2 separate regions of the Mus musculus genome follow, and region 1 is linked to region 2. Evidence: chromatin contacts called from public Hi-C data. All regions are on one chromosome and are shown on one strand. Each heading gives the region's core, a stretch centred on a gene start, on an enhancer-like site or on the middle of the called end of the contact. The rest is flanking DNA. Distances are from core to core; before and after follow the strand shown. Region 1 overlaps Adgrv1 (adhesion G protein-coupled receptor V1). Region 2 holds the start of 9330111N05Rik (RIKEN cDNA 9330111N05 gene).

Evidence for each region. A called contact is a pair of places that touch in the nucleus more often than the background predicts.
Region 1: a Hi-C map of liver shows a contact between it and region 2, with 2.3 times the contacts expected there. The contact joins the enhancer-like site here to the promoter of 9330111N05Rik in region 2. A contact is called at or near these places in 1 of 39 promoter capture datasets (neutrophils), 3 of 484 Hi-C or Micro-C datasets (liver and nephron progenitors), 2 of 115 datasets of contacts at active chromatin or transcription factors (hepatocytes and stem cell-derived neural progenitor cells) and 1 of 9 other capture datasets (embryonic stem cells).

Annotation. Positions count from the first base shown.
Region 1 is chr13:81,327,823-81,334,107 of GRCm38.p6, forward strand. The region is part of intron 83 of Adgrv1 (adhesion G protein-coupled receptor V1); the gene reads right to left. Among named protein-coding and RNA genes, the nearest start is that of Gm32639, 230 kb to the left of the region's middle. Within about 2 kb of position 4,324, at least 20 of the 459 cell types and tissues checked have an H3K27ac peak or open chromatin away from gene starts, as enhancers often do. A contact at or near this core is called in hepatocytes and liver, where this site is marked.
Region 2 is chr13:80,960,548-80,966,505 of GRCm38.p6, forward strand. 9330111N05Rik (RIKEN cDNA 9330111N05 gene) reads left to right here and starts at 3,527. Exons shown (of 2, transcript NR_015587.3): 1 at 3,527-3,846. Gm4211 (a long non-coding RNA gene) reads right to left here and starts at 887. Exons shown (of 3, transcript XR_382678.2): 1 at 101-887.

The DNA of each region.
Region 1 (6,285 bases), core at 3,074-5,573, 370 kb after region 2:
TACTGCAACAAAATAAAATAAAACTCAAAGACTTTAATTTATATTCTGCTATTTAGTTTAATTACTATCATAATGTTGATAGTGATTCTATCAGAATTTTAATGGCATCTTAGAACTCCATGCATATATTAAGTTAAAACATTTTGTACCATCACTTTTAAAACTGAAAATTTTACATCTCCTCCACCAAAATCAAAGAAAAGACTCTTCACAACGATGACAGTTTAAATATAATACAAGGAAAGCTCAGTAAACTGTAGAACGTCAAGCTTATGTCTGGACCATTAGTGTGAGCCGGATCTCCTGTTGCTAGTGTAACTCTGAATAGTGCAAGAAGGAAAGCTTACTTTTCAGATCTGGGGTGGGTACTGGGTGCTGTGTCTGCCCACAGGGAAGATACTGGCTATTATTCCTATTGTCTTCAGCTAGAATGTACATAGTTTACCTGGGGGGCCAAACAGTCCATGGAAAACACAAACCCCTGGCTCAGTGTGGCACATTTACAGAAATGATCAGCACTCTCAGTGAATTTTATTAACATTTAACAGGGTTAAGAGCAGTTGGCAGAGGCACACATTTAGGCATGTGCTCTGGGACAGAACTACCTACCAAGTGACCGAGTGGTTAAGTGGCATTTAGCTTTTAGAAAGTTAACTCTGTGTCATTGTGTTCATATGAAACATGGCAATGGTACCCAGTAACTCCTGGTGTAGTTGTGATGATGAAATAAGCTTATGTCTATACCAATGCCTGATGGATAAGCACTTAACACTCATTGCTAACAATATACATATGGAAACATTTCTTTCCAGCTAAGGAAGCAGTCTTTTTATTTTAAGTTGCTTCAGAACTGCTGTCATTTTGTTCGATCTAGACAAGATTTTTTAAAGATCTACATTTGTTGGGTTTTGTTTTTCATGCAGTATGAACCTGCAGGATGAAAATATTTCATGTCCCAACACTGAAAACCCAAATTTTTACTATAGCGAAGTAAATGCAGACCATACAGGGTTGAGGAGTGGACGTGGTTAAATCTGAGAAAAGGAAAGGTAGACATGGAGAAGCTCGATTGGTGTAACACAATATCTAGCTGCTTCTCTTCTTCCTTAGCCCTGCCCTCAATTCCTCCATCATCAGGGATACACCCTCATTTCAACAGTGTTCTCTCAGCACTGGACATTCACCGCCATCTCACACACCCTATTACCATGGTTCTCTGCTACAGAGACATAGCAATGAGCATGGCAGCTTGTCCTGGGAAGCACTCAAGCATCTTGTTTAGAGACGGATGATGTCTTAGCCTGTTTGATGCCCAAACCAACTGTGTGTTGGACTCCTGAAGCCCGTTGCCTACATCAAAGCCTGCACTCTGATTGTTATGTTCCTGACAGCAGCAGATGTCACAGCTGTTATTGCACATCCTATGGACAGTCTGGCCTCCGTCTGAGCTATGGGAAGAAACTATAACCAGGAGCATTACTTCTATTTTAATCAACTTCCTGGGAGTACAAGAGGGAAAATCTAGGACACTGTTTATGATTTCAAAAGTTTATAAACATACAGAGATACAGGAAGGTGGGATAGTGGAAGTCAAAATAAATACTAAAAGGAAAAGGACAAGTTTGTAAAAAAAAAAAAAAAGTATATTAAAAACTTAAAGTTTGGGGCTGGTGAGATGGCTCAGTGGGTAAGAGCACCTAACTGTTCTTCCGAAGGTCCAGAGTTCAAATCCCAGCAACCACATGGTGGCTTACAACCATCTGTAATGAGATCTGACTCCCTCTTCTGGAGTATCTGAAGACAAGCTACAGTGTACTTACATATAATAAATAAATAAATCTTAAAAAAAAGAACCAACAACCTTGTTTAAAAAAAAACTTAAAGTTTAAAAGTCTTTAAGTATATAAATATATACTTAATAAAAGTATATAAATATATAATAAAACATATACTGATAAAAATTACCATAAGAAAAAAAAACTTTATTTTCTTTCCATGCAAACCAGTCAAGCAAGGTCTTGGTTTCCAAGAAACTAGGAAGGGAGGGATGCAGATCACACCCTTTAATGAATGTTGTGTAAGGCAATGTGAATGATCACGGGCTTAGCACGTGAGGTCTGAATGGGTCAGATCAGGAGGCATGGAGCTGCATCCTAATATTTGCAGAATACGAAAGGGTCCAAAAGCTACATGCCTGGTTGTCTGTTCAAAAGGGTCAGAGTTAGGCAATACATGAAAGAACAGCCCTAAGTTAAAAATAGAATTCTTATCCTTCTGCCTACCCCGTTTTCCTGAAGAACTTCACTTAAAATAGAGCTCTGTGGAGTTACAGCGCTCATAATGTTCTTTGTAAGGCATCCCATGCATGGGCACGCTGACCACTCTGTTAACACTTTCTGACTGGGTTCACTAGTAGGATGTCAGAAAGTATATTAATTGAACTCTATGGTTAACAAAAATTATGACCATTACAGACAAGATAGTGTTATTATTCATTAACTTTTGAGTTACCATGTTCAAAAACATAAAACAAAATTGTAATGGAAGTAATTGGAAACACTGGTAAAGCAATATTGTCACTGTAAAAGGGATTGAGTCACATTATAGCACTGGTAAGAAGGGGAATTTCTAAATCTTTAAAATTTAGAAATATTATTATTGTTATTAGGGATAGAAACAAAGATATGAAGTGTGTGTGTGTGTTTGTGTGTGTGTGTGTGTGTGTGTGTGTGTGTGTGTGTGTGTGTATGTGTGTTTGCCTTTTTCCTTAGCAACTAAAAGTGAATTCATTCACCCAAAATCATACTCAGTATGTTGAGGACGTATCTACCGGACCTGAGCTATTTACACAAGAAAGTTTGGTAGCTTGTGCCTTTAAGTGAAAGTCTAGTCATTAAATAAATAATATTTTTTCATCAGAATAGACTTCAGAAAACTCTAAATCCCTCTTGTCACTCACATACTGAAACCATCCACTGTTGGAATTACTTGTGCTCTCTAAACATTTTTAATTAGGGAACTACAAAATAACTATGGTCACTAAAATGTGTTTGATCATTTGGTCAAGTGCAGATATTGTTTGTGTAGATGATATAATACGTACATAGATGAATACATATGGTGAATGTAGACTTCTAAAGGTTGAATGTGAGACTGACATAACCTTTGCATATAAATGGGCAGTTTATAAGCAGAATATGACTCATGTGGGATCCTATGTCAAAGACGCTTGAACAAATCAATATCTAAGTGTCCTTGGCCTTCCTGGTTCTACTGCACCTCATTAGGATGTCATTGCCCTTTGCTCAGGCTGGGTTAGAAGAGTTGGTCCTGGCTGTAGAAGTATGAGCTGCCTCTCACAGTGACGCTCTGAGCAGTAGCTTCAACTCTAGGTTCTCGGTGGAGATGTTCATAAGGTCCATGTCTATTCTTTGAATGTTGTTTTAGATACAGCTAGAAACGTGACCTGCAAAGCTAAGCACACATAAATTGCAATTGCTCCAACATGCTCGACAAACAAATAAGGTGCTCCAGTCAAGCATGCCAGGTAATGGAATTCTCTCTCTTTTCGAAGCCTATGACCAAACTCAGCATGTGACCATCCGATATAAAGAGTAAGCTGGGTCAGCTCATAATTTAAATATTGATATTTTTAAATACATGTTCACTTCCTTTGCATTTAAATGAGAATTTTTTTTGGAAAAACTGAATACCTAGACTTTGTCATTATAATAATTTCTTTCCATTTTCCTAAGAGTCATCTTGTTTACTTTTGGATCCAAATTACTCACTTTGAGGATCACTGATCTAAAGAATAAAACACAAACTTGAACTTTTCCTGAAGGTCTTCTATCCCAATCCAGTTTGACCTCATTTCTTTTTCCCCCTCTTGTATTCTTACAGATATTTTCAGTATCCACAGTGAATCTGCTATATCAAGCAATCCAATTGACAGGACAGAACAGAATCTGGGCAGAAGACTTAAATCTTGTCTTATAGTTGGTAATATTAACAGTGCACTAACTCAGGACTAGATAGAGATTAATCCATACAGTAGGCCAGCAGCTGCTATAGAGTAATCCATGCTGTAGGGCAGCACTAGATACATAGCAATCTACACAGAAGGCCAGCACTAGATGCAGAATAATCCAAGTACATAACAAGCCAGGTAGCAGAAGTGAGGCCAGCAAGCCTGGAATCTTGGCTTGGAAGAAATGAGAATTTACAGATCCCAGGCATTCAGAGATCAAAGGCAGAGACGCTGCACAGACAAGGGGAGGGCCAGAGCACAGTGGAAGGCTTTGGGAATGGTCAAAGGCCAAGGAGTCCCGAATCAGGAGATGCACTTTAGCCCCGGGTTGGTGAAGGGACAAGGAAACAGATGGGAGGCCCAAGCAACAAAGCAATTCCATACTGCAGGGATCTTCTGTTACAGCCAGGAAGTTCCTTACATGTTTCCTACTGGACCCTTTCCCAGAGCTTAGCCAGTGTGACCTGTGACCCTGTGCAAAGCAGGAGACAGATAAGAGTGATTAGTGAACAAAATAAAGGGACAAGTGGGGACCAAGGGAATATTCCTTACTCTGGAAACCTAGACGCTGTCATAAATCACTGTGTTTCTGGAGATCCTGTCCTTTTCGGTATTAACATCCCCCTTGAATCCCTCTCCTTCTTTAGTCCTTCTGTAACAGTCTCAGTGAGTCATTGCCTGAATTTCCATAGCAGTTATTTTATCCTCTAAGCTTTTAAATGCAACCACCTACAGCATTAGTTTGTGTGTGTGTGTGTATGTGTGTGTGTGTGTGTTTAACATTTTCATGAGTCCCTTTCCTCAGGTTTCCATTGCCCAGAGATAAGAATTCATGTTATACACGCTAGCGATAAATGATTCTTAAATGTTCCCAGGAGTCCCCAGAATAACAGTAATTGTCTACTTAGACAAATGCACAAAATAGTACGTCTGTAATTAGCATAGTTATATGATATCACATAATTTACCTTAAATTATTAAGTTGGGTTCATTGCAGTGGAGTTCAAAGTAATGAATAAGAAAGACTTCTGACAAAAACTCAATAGGCACAGATCTCTTCCCTTATGTGAGATCTGAAGACTCAGAATAAAAAATATTGGACACTAGTCATTATAACATTGATTACTGTGTATCTGTGAAGTATCATGCCATTAGTTTATTAATATATTAGCAAATCCTATAAATACCTAAAATATTCCTATAATTACATACCTGGCAAACCCTGTGGAACATGTTAGATGAAGAGCCAGGTACAAGTAAATACAACTATAAATGTAAGTAAAACATCAACCGTGTCTTAAAGAACCCAGAGAATGCAAGACAATGCAGCCATACCTAATGAAATTTGGAGATGTCCAGCCATCTTAGCAAGAACACATGCACAACTGTTGACAGATTTGAGAAGAAGAGAAATTCAGGAGAGGAAGTAGGCTCACTATATCAAATGCCTTCTTCTGGAACTGATCCAGTTCCAGGAAATCTGACCCACTTCCACAAGAAAACACTAATCCTCTTATTGCCACGGTAGTGGGAATTGAACTCTGGTCCCTGTGAGTTACTGTCTCAGCCCAACCATAATCTTCTCATGATGGTGGAGTGCCTGTGAGCCAACTGTGTTCCATGAGATCTAATGTCATAAAGATATTCATTATCTCAGCATTGCCAAGCTCCCAGCAGAAGAGCTATAGTATGCGTGAAGGAAAATCAGTAAAGACAGAAAGAAGATGTAACTTCTGCCCAGGACTCTCCACAGAGCAAGTTCAGGGAAAAACACCTGGGGTGTGAGGCTGGACCAGGAGGAGGGACTAAAAACAGGAAGAAGGAGAGGCTGGAAGGCAGTGGAGGGACAAAGCATACATTGTATTAAGGAGCATATACTGTATTAGAAATCATCTTGGAGATATTGATGAGCCACGGCAAATTTTTAAAGAGCAAATTGGTACTCAGCCAGTCTCCCTAGTGAAGAATAGTTACTTAATAATTTAAGTAATTGCTTAACTTCAGACTGTTATTAGAAAAATATGTGCATCCAATATTAGTATTTATTCTGCTTTCAAAGTTAGCTATTTTAGTTTTTCAGAATCATTTAACCTGCTCTTTGAGAATTATATAAAATGCATCTGTTATTAAGGAGAAGATGACAGTGTCCCAGCTGAAAGCACTAGTGACCTGCCATATTTTGAAGTTACACTATCTCCTAGTTACTTTTACAGATGTGTTTTAACTTTTAAAACATTGTCTAGTGAGCTCATCTT
Region 2 (5,958 bases), core at 2,277-4,776:
AATCCTCTCTCTGCTGGAAAAGTTGGTTGGAGATTGACCATTGACCTGCGCCTACAGTTAGGCTCATCAGTCTTACCATTGGGAAGAAAGAAGCTCTTACCTCAGTGCGAGGAGGAACTGCTACGCATTCAGGGAGTTGATCTCTAGCATAAAGGGCAAAGGCCATGTCCTCTCTTCTGAGATTGCACTGCTTCTCTGTCCCAAGATCTCTCTAAGGATGTAAGATGGGGGGCTCTTCTTGGTGGTTTTGCACGAGTCACCACTTCTCTGGCTAGCTGGTGGCTAGCAGCACTGTCTTGATGTAGAGTCCCTTTACTTAATTTTCTCTAATAATGAAAGAACACTTGCCTAGATACTTTAGAATGTATCCAAGGATCTGCCCAGAGTCACTGAACCACTGCATTTGTGATGTAGAGTCCCAGTCTTTGTTACCCCAGGTAAGATTAATACTTTGTAACATCTGACCAGCTGCTTAATCATATTTAATAATAATGACAAGATACTAATTTGTTGGCTGCTTTTCACATCAGTGTTTTTAGGCATCCCTTCATTGAATACTTTCCACAAATTGATCAGACAATGTGTCTGGCCTCCATTTTTCAGATGAGAAAACAGGACTAGCTAAGCCAAGAAACAGGTTCAAAGTCACACCTTAAAATAAACCTGGCCTCCAAATATCACCCTGAGAGCATCAAGGCAGCACAAATTTAAATTAAGTAAGAATAATGACCCAGAACAAGTCAGTTTTAAATACCAGCTGACAAATATAACTAGTTGTATTTTAAATATCTACACAACATTGTCAAACTTTCAAAGGCTAACCTAACCAGTAGATGTTCCTTGTCATCAGTAACTGAAATATATTGCTTTCCATTTCTTAGTTCATCCATTTCTCACAGTTTTGTTCCCTCCCACCCTCCCTCTCTTCCTTCCTTCCTTCCTTCATTCCTTCCTTCCTGCCTCCCTCCCTCCCTCCCTTTCTTCCTTCCTCCCTTCCTTCCTTTTCAATGTCAGTTTAGGGTCTTTAACTTCCTATAAAAAAATCTGGCTGTCATGCCTGCATATAAGCTTGGAGAGTCACTCTAACCTCAAAGCTCTTCCCTGCAAGAAAAGCATTCCTTTTTTTTCTTTTTATATTTTATTTATATATTATTATTATTTTAGGGTCTTTGAGACAGGGTCCCACCACAGTGGTTTAAATCCCCCCTCCTCCCACCACACTCATCTTTCATCTCCACGCCCTTATTATGGCTCCCTACCTCCCCCTCCCCCTCAGGGTTTCTCTGTGTAACCCTGGCTGACCAGGAACTAGCTCTGTAGACTAGGCTAGCCTCAAAGTCAGGAATACACATGCCCTGCCTTCCGAATCGTGGGGTTAAAGGCTCACCCCCACCCAATTTAAATATTTAATTTTTTTTTTTTTTTTTTTTACAACTAGAAAAAAAGAGCATGCACGTCTTGGGACAGTCTCAACCTAGTAAAAAGCAAGAAAAGCATTCCTAATAGAAAGAAGGCTGTTCTATGGTGATGCGATGCACTGTTTCAAATGCACACTGGCATCAGGAGCAATAAGAATTCTAGGACCTTGGAAAACAATTGGCAACAGTTGGCACAGGTTCTAAAGGCCTAGTGTGATTGTCTTAAAACTCAGCTCAAAGGGGTCCCTGTCCCTCGACCTGTCTCTGGATTATCTCATTGATCAGCTACACTGAACAATGCAACACTTGCCATTGGCTCTCAACATAGCATTGCCACAATCACCAGTACAGTTGGAAAAATCCGAACAGGATGCTAGAGGGCTGAATGCCCAGGACACCATCATGGTTCTCTGTTACTATCAAACATGCCTCCAGCTTTTAGAATCCTTTATGAGAAAGGCAATTGCACAAAGACCAAAGATTGGCTTCCTTTAACACTGAACATCAAAACCGAGTTAAACTCTCTTTTTCCAAGGATACCTAATGTTTTACAATTCCACTAAGGCCACAATGATTTAACCTCAAAGTCGTGCAAAGGTTTGACACATCACTTGCAAGGCGTGTTTTTGTTTTATTTACTCATTCTTCCTGTGTCTCATTTAAAAATGTCATTTCTCAAATTGGGTGCGGATTATTAAAAAAATTAAACGTAAGCAAACAAAAAATAAAACCAAACAAAAGCAAAAAACAAACAAGCAGACAAAACCCACCCACACCCCCCCCTCCAAAAAAAATCAAACAAACAACAACAAATACAAGCCAGAGCAAGAGAAATCTCCTATCTGAGGAAATACATGGGACGAAAGCCTAAGCCCTGGAAACGGGGTCACGTGGGGCCACCCCCACCCCCCACCCCACCCCCGCTGCGGATCCTGGACGTCACCCGCTCTGGCCCGTGCGTGCGGCGGGTGAGTGGCCCCGGGGTCTCCGCGGCCGAGGCGCTGGGACGCCCTTCCTGACAGCCGGTCTCCCGGCACGTAGCGCTCGCCTGACTCAGCGCTGAGTCACCGCTCCCGCGGACTCCCGCTTCGCCCTGCACAGCCAGAGGCTGCCGGGCTCCGTGCACGCCGAGGCCGAGCCCTCAGTGCTGCAGACCGGTCTCTGCGCTTCCCGGAGCAGCGCAGGGTTTACAGCTTTTGAATCCCGACCAAGCCCAGCACTAACTTCCTGCGTTGTTTTCTTTGCCTTAAGGGCTGACTAGTCTAGGGATCAAATTCTTCCATCGAAGCTTGTTGGCGCAAATCCCGGCTTTGTCCTTGAACAGTGACTTTGAGATGATCTTCGTTTGGATTTTTTTAATACTTCCGCGGTTCCAAACTTCTGTCTTATTTATGCCCTCCGTTTCCTAAGGTTATCTTTTCAGTGTGTTTGGTAACTAATCTTGTCATAAAGCCACACTGCGGTGACGCAAGTCAGGTTGGAATCTGGCATGGTGTACAGGCAGTGACTTACTGTAAAATCCAGGGCCTTCATCGCGACATCCTATCTGTCATCTCAGGCACTGATTAGCTTCCTTGCCCTTGGAGAGGTCCCGGGGATTTAGAAGGCCTGTTGAAATCTGTCTTTATAGCGGCCATGTTTCTTGCTTCCTCCTCGGAGTTTAAAATGAAGAGAACGATAGATAAGCATTTCTGCAAACGTAGCTTGGACCACCTGTCCCAGAGCACAATTTTACTCCAAACTGCAGCTGCAGAATGTCCTGAATAAAACTAGAAACCGGCCACCTGCCAGTGAAACACGTGATCCGCAAAGCCTACCAGAGGATAGGAGGAAAGCAGTTTTCCTAGACTGAACACACAGACCACGTTGGTTCTGGTGTTCTTATTCATCTTTCTGTCTAAAATACTGGAAAGGTAAAATGCGGGGCGGCCACATAAAATATCAGCGTACTGTTATAGTGATAGCCATTTACATCGCTGTTGATATGGTAGAGATGGAACCGAAGGCCTGATGCTCTAATCAGACACTGCTACACAGCTATAGCCTCAGCAGGAAGTTGTTCCGACTTCCGATCCCTGGACATTTTCATTTCTCTGGGAAACTCTTCCAGCTTCATCTTTGCTAGCATTGGAGCAAACTCCCCAACAAGCCCTTGTTGGTCCAAGTAGAGTTCTTGGACCAGCAACCCAGCATCACAAAGTAGCTCATAAGAAGCACAGGCTCTCTGAGCTGCTGACGCAGCAAAGACGGAGGAGTGCTTGCCTAGTATGCTTGAAGACTGGAGTGGAGGAAGGGAGAACAGAAGTTCAAAATCATCCTCCGCTGCGTCCTTAGAGCCTAGAATCTCAGACTCCATCCAAAATTGGCATGTTTACGAGGTCTCTTTATATCGTGAACTTGGGAAGAACTGATCAGTGGGCTGGCAGAGGTAAGGAGAAGGCGTGGGGGAGGACAGCATCTTTCACTTTCCAGGACTTCGGTAAGAAGTGCCACACCTAGCACTGTACCTAAAATAGTAAAGGTGGACTATCTTAGTTAAGGGTTGACTGTTGTGAACAGACTCCATGACCAAGGCAACTCTTACAAGGTCAACCTTTAATTGGGGCTGGCTTACAGGTTCAGAGGTTCAGTCCATCATTATCAAGACAGGAGCATCACAGCGTCCAGGCAGGCATGGTGCAGGAAGAGGGAAGAGCTGAGAGTTCTATATTCCTTATCTGAATGCTGCTAGAAGACTAGCTCCCACATGGCTAGCAGAAGGGTCTCATTGTGCACCCCCACAGTGACACACTTCCTCCAACAAGGCCAACCTACTCCAGCATGGCCACATCTCCTGGTAGTGCCGCTCCCTGGGTCAAGCATATTCACTACCACATGGACTTACCCTCTTACAATCCTGGAGACTGTCCACCATGTTCTAGGTAGACCCCTCTGGGCTCCTTTCTACATCTCAGCAATGGCCATAGATCTCTGATTGTCCCTGGCATACAGTCTATGCTGCTTGGATCACATGGCATTTTTTTTCTGTGTTTGTCTCCACATTAACTCCCTACTAAGGTCATGTGCTCTCACTGGAGGCTCCAAGTTCCACACTGACAAATGCAAGTGCACACCATTTCTGGGATGGGTGTGGGGAAGTGATACAGATGGAAATAGCAGGGTACAAGAGATACGATGGATAATTGGGAAAAGGGGTGTGCTGTTATTAGGGAAGAGAAGGCACATAAACACAGAAGGAGAGAGTAAGATAACAGTAAGGATGCCTGAATCATACCATTAGCTACCTTAAAAGAACCCCAAAATACCAGTTAGTCTATGTATAATATCATATATAGTTTAAATAAAATTTCCTCATCTGGGCTGACAATGCTTTCTACCAGAACCAAAAATCACCTAAGAAAAACCCAACACCAGTAATGAGAGGCCTTCTTTTGAGTCATTGAATAGGGTTGTCCAAGAGACTTCCCCCACATACAGACTATCGCTCTTGTCCTTGTTGTTCCCCCAAAAATGGAAAACAATCTCTATTACTGAAGATAGCAGTTACTTCAGACAAAGGGATAAGAAAGTGACCTGAATGTGCCATTCCTGACAACTAGCTTTCATGGTGTTTCCAAAGGAGGGAGGCAACCAAAAGTTCTACCCAGCTATAATTTCTATAAGCAACAATGGTACACTAACCCTAAGGGTACAGTGGGGGAACATGAGCTTTGGCAGTAACCAACACCTCTCTAACTGGATTTAAGATTTGCTCAACTAGAGGGAAACTGGGGGCTTGGGACTAGAAACCTGTTTAACTCCTCGGGGCTAGTGAAATCATGAATTGGGAAAGAATCTATAATCACCACTTTTAGCAACCAGCATAATATTTAACTAAATTTTAAATATCTGTTTCGTACCCAACCATAAGTGTAGTCATCACCTCTCACCAGGAAACTTCTCTTTGCCACAGAGACCGTTACAGAAAACCATAGCCAATCAAAATGCAGAGCTGTGGGGCCCAGTCCCAGTGAATACATCTACAAAACACTTCCCCACTCAAGGAACACTGGAGAAGGTGAAAAGACTAAGAGCCAAAGGACTATAGGGTTTGCTGTGAAGTAATGTCTCCTACTAATGTCAGAAGCTACACCCATAACATCTGTCCCATTATGATCCTCTAAGATGAGCTGCACAAAGATGATAGCACTGAAATGCCATGGTGGATAGAGCCTCAACCCTGTGAAGAATTATAGTGAACTAAGGAGTGCTGAGAGTGGGAGAAGTAGCCTTCTCCAGGGAAGAACACACCAATTGGTTATCCAGTATCAAATCATCAGCCCTGAGAACCTACATACAAGTTATCATTATACAGTCAGAACAGAGGTACAGTTAGGAATATATGTACACACACACGCGCGCGCACACACACACACACACACACACACACACACACACCCCTCACAGGCCATATTATTAAAAGAGAGCAATGAGGGCAATATGGGAAATTTTGGAACGAGAAGGTAGAAATGATGTTGATATAATCACAAAATTAAAAGAA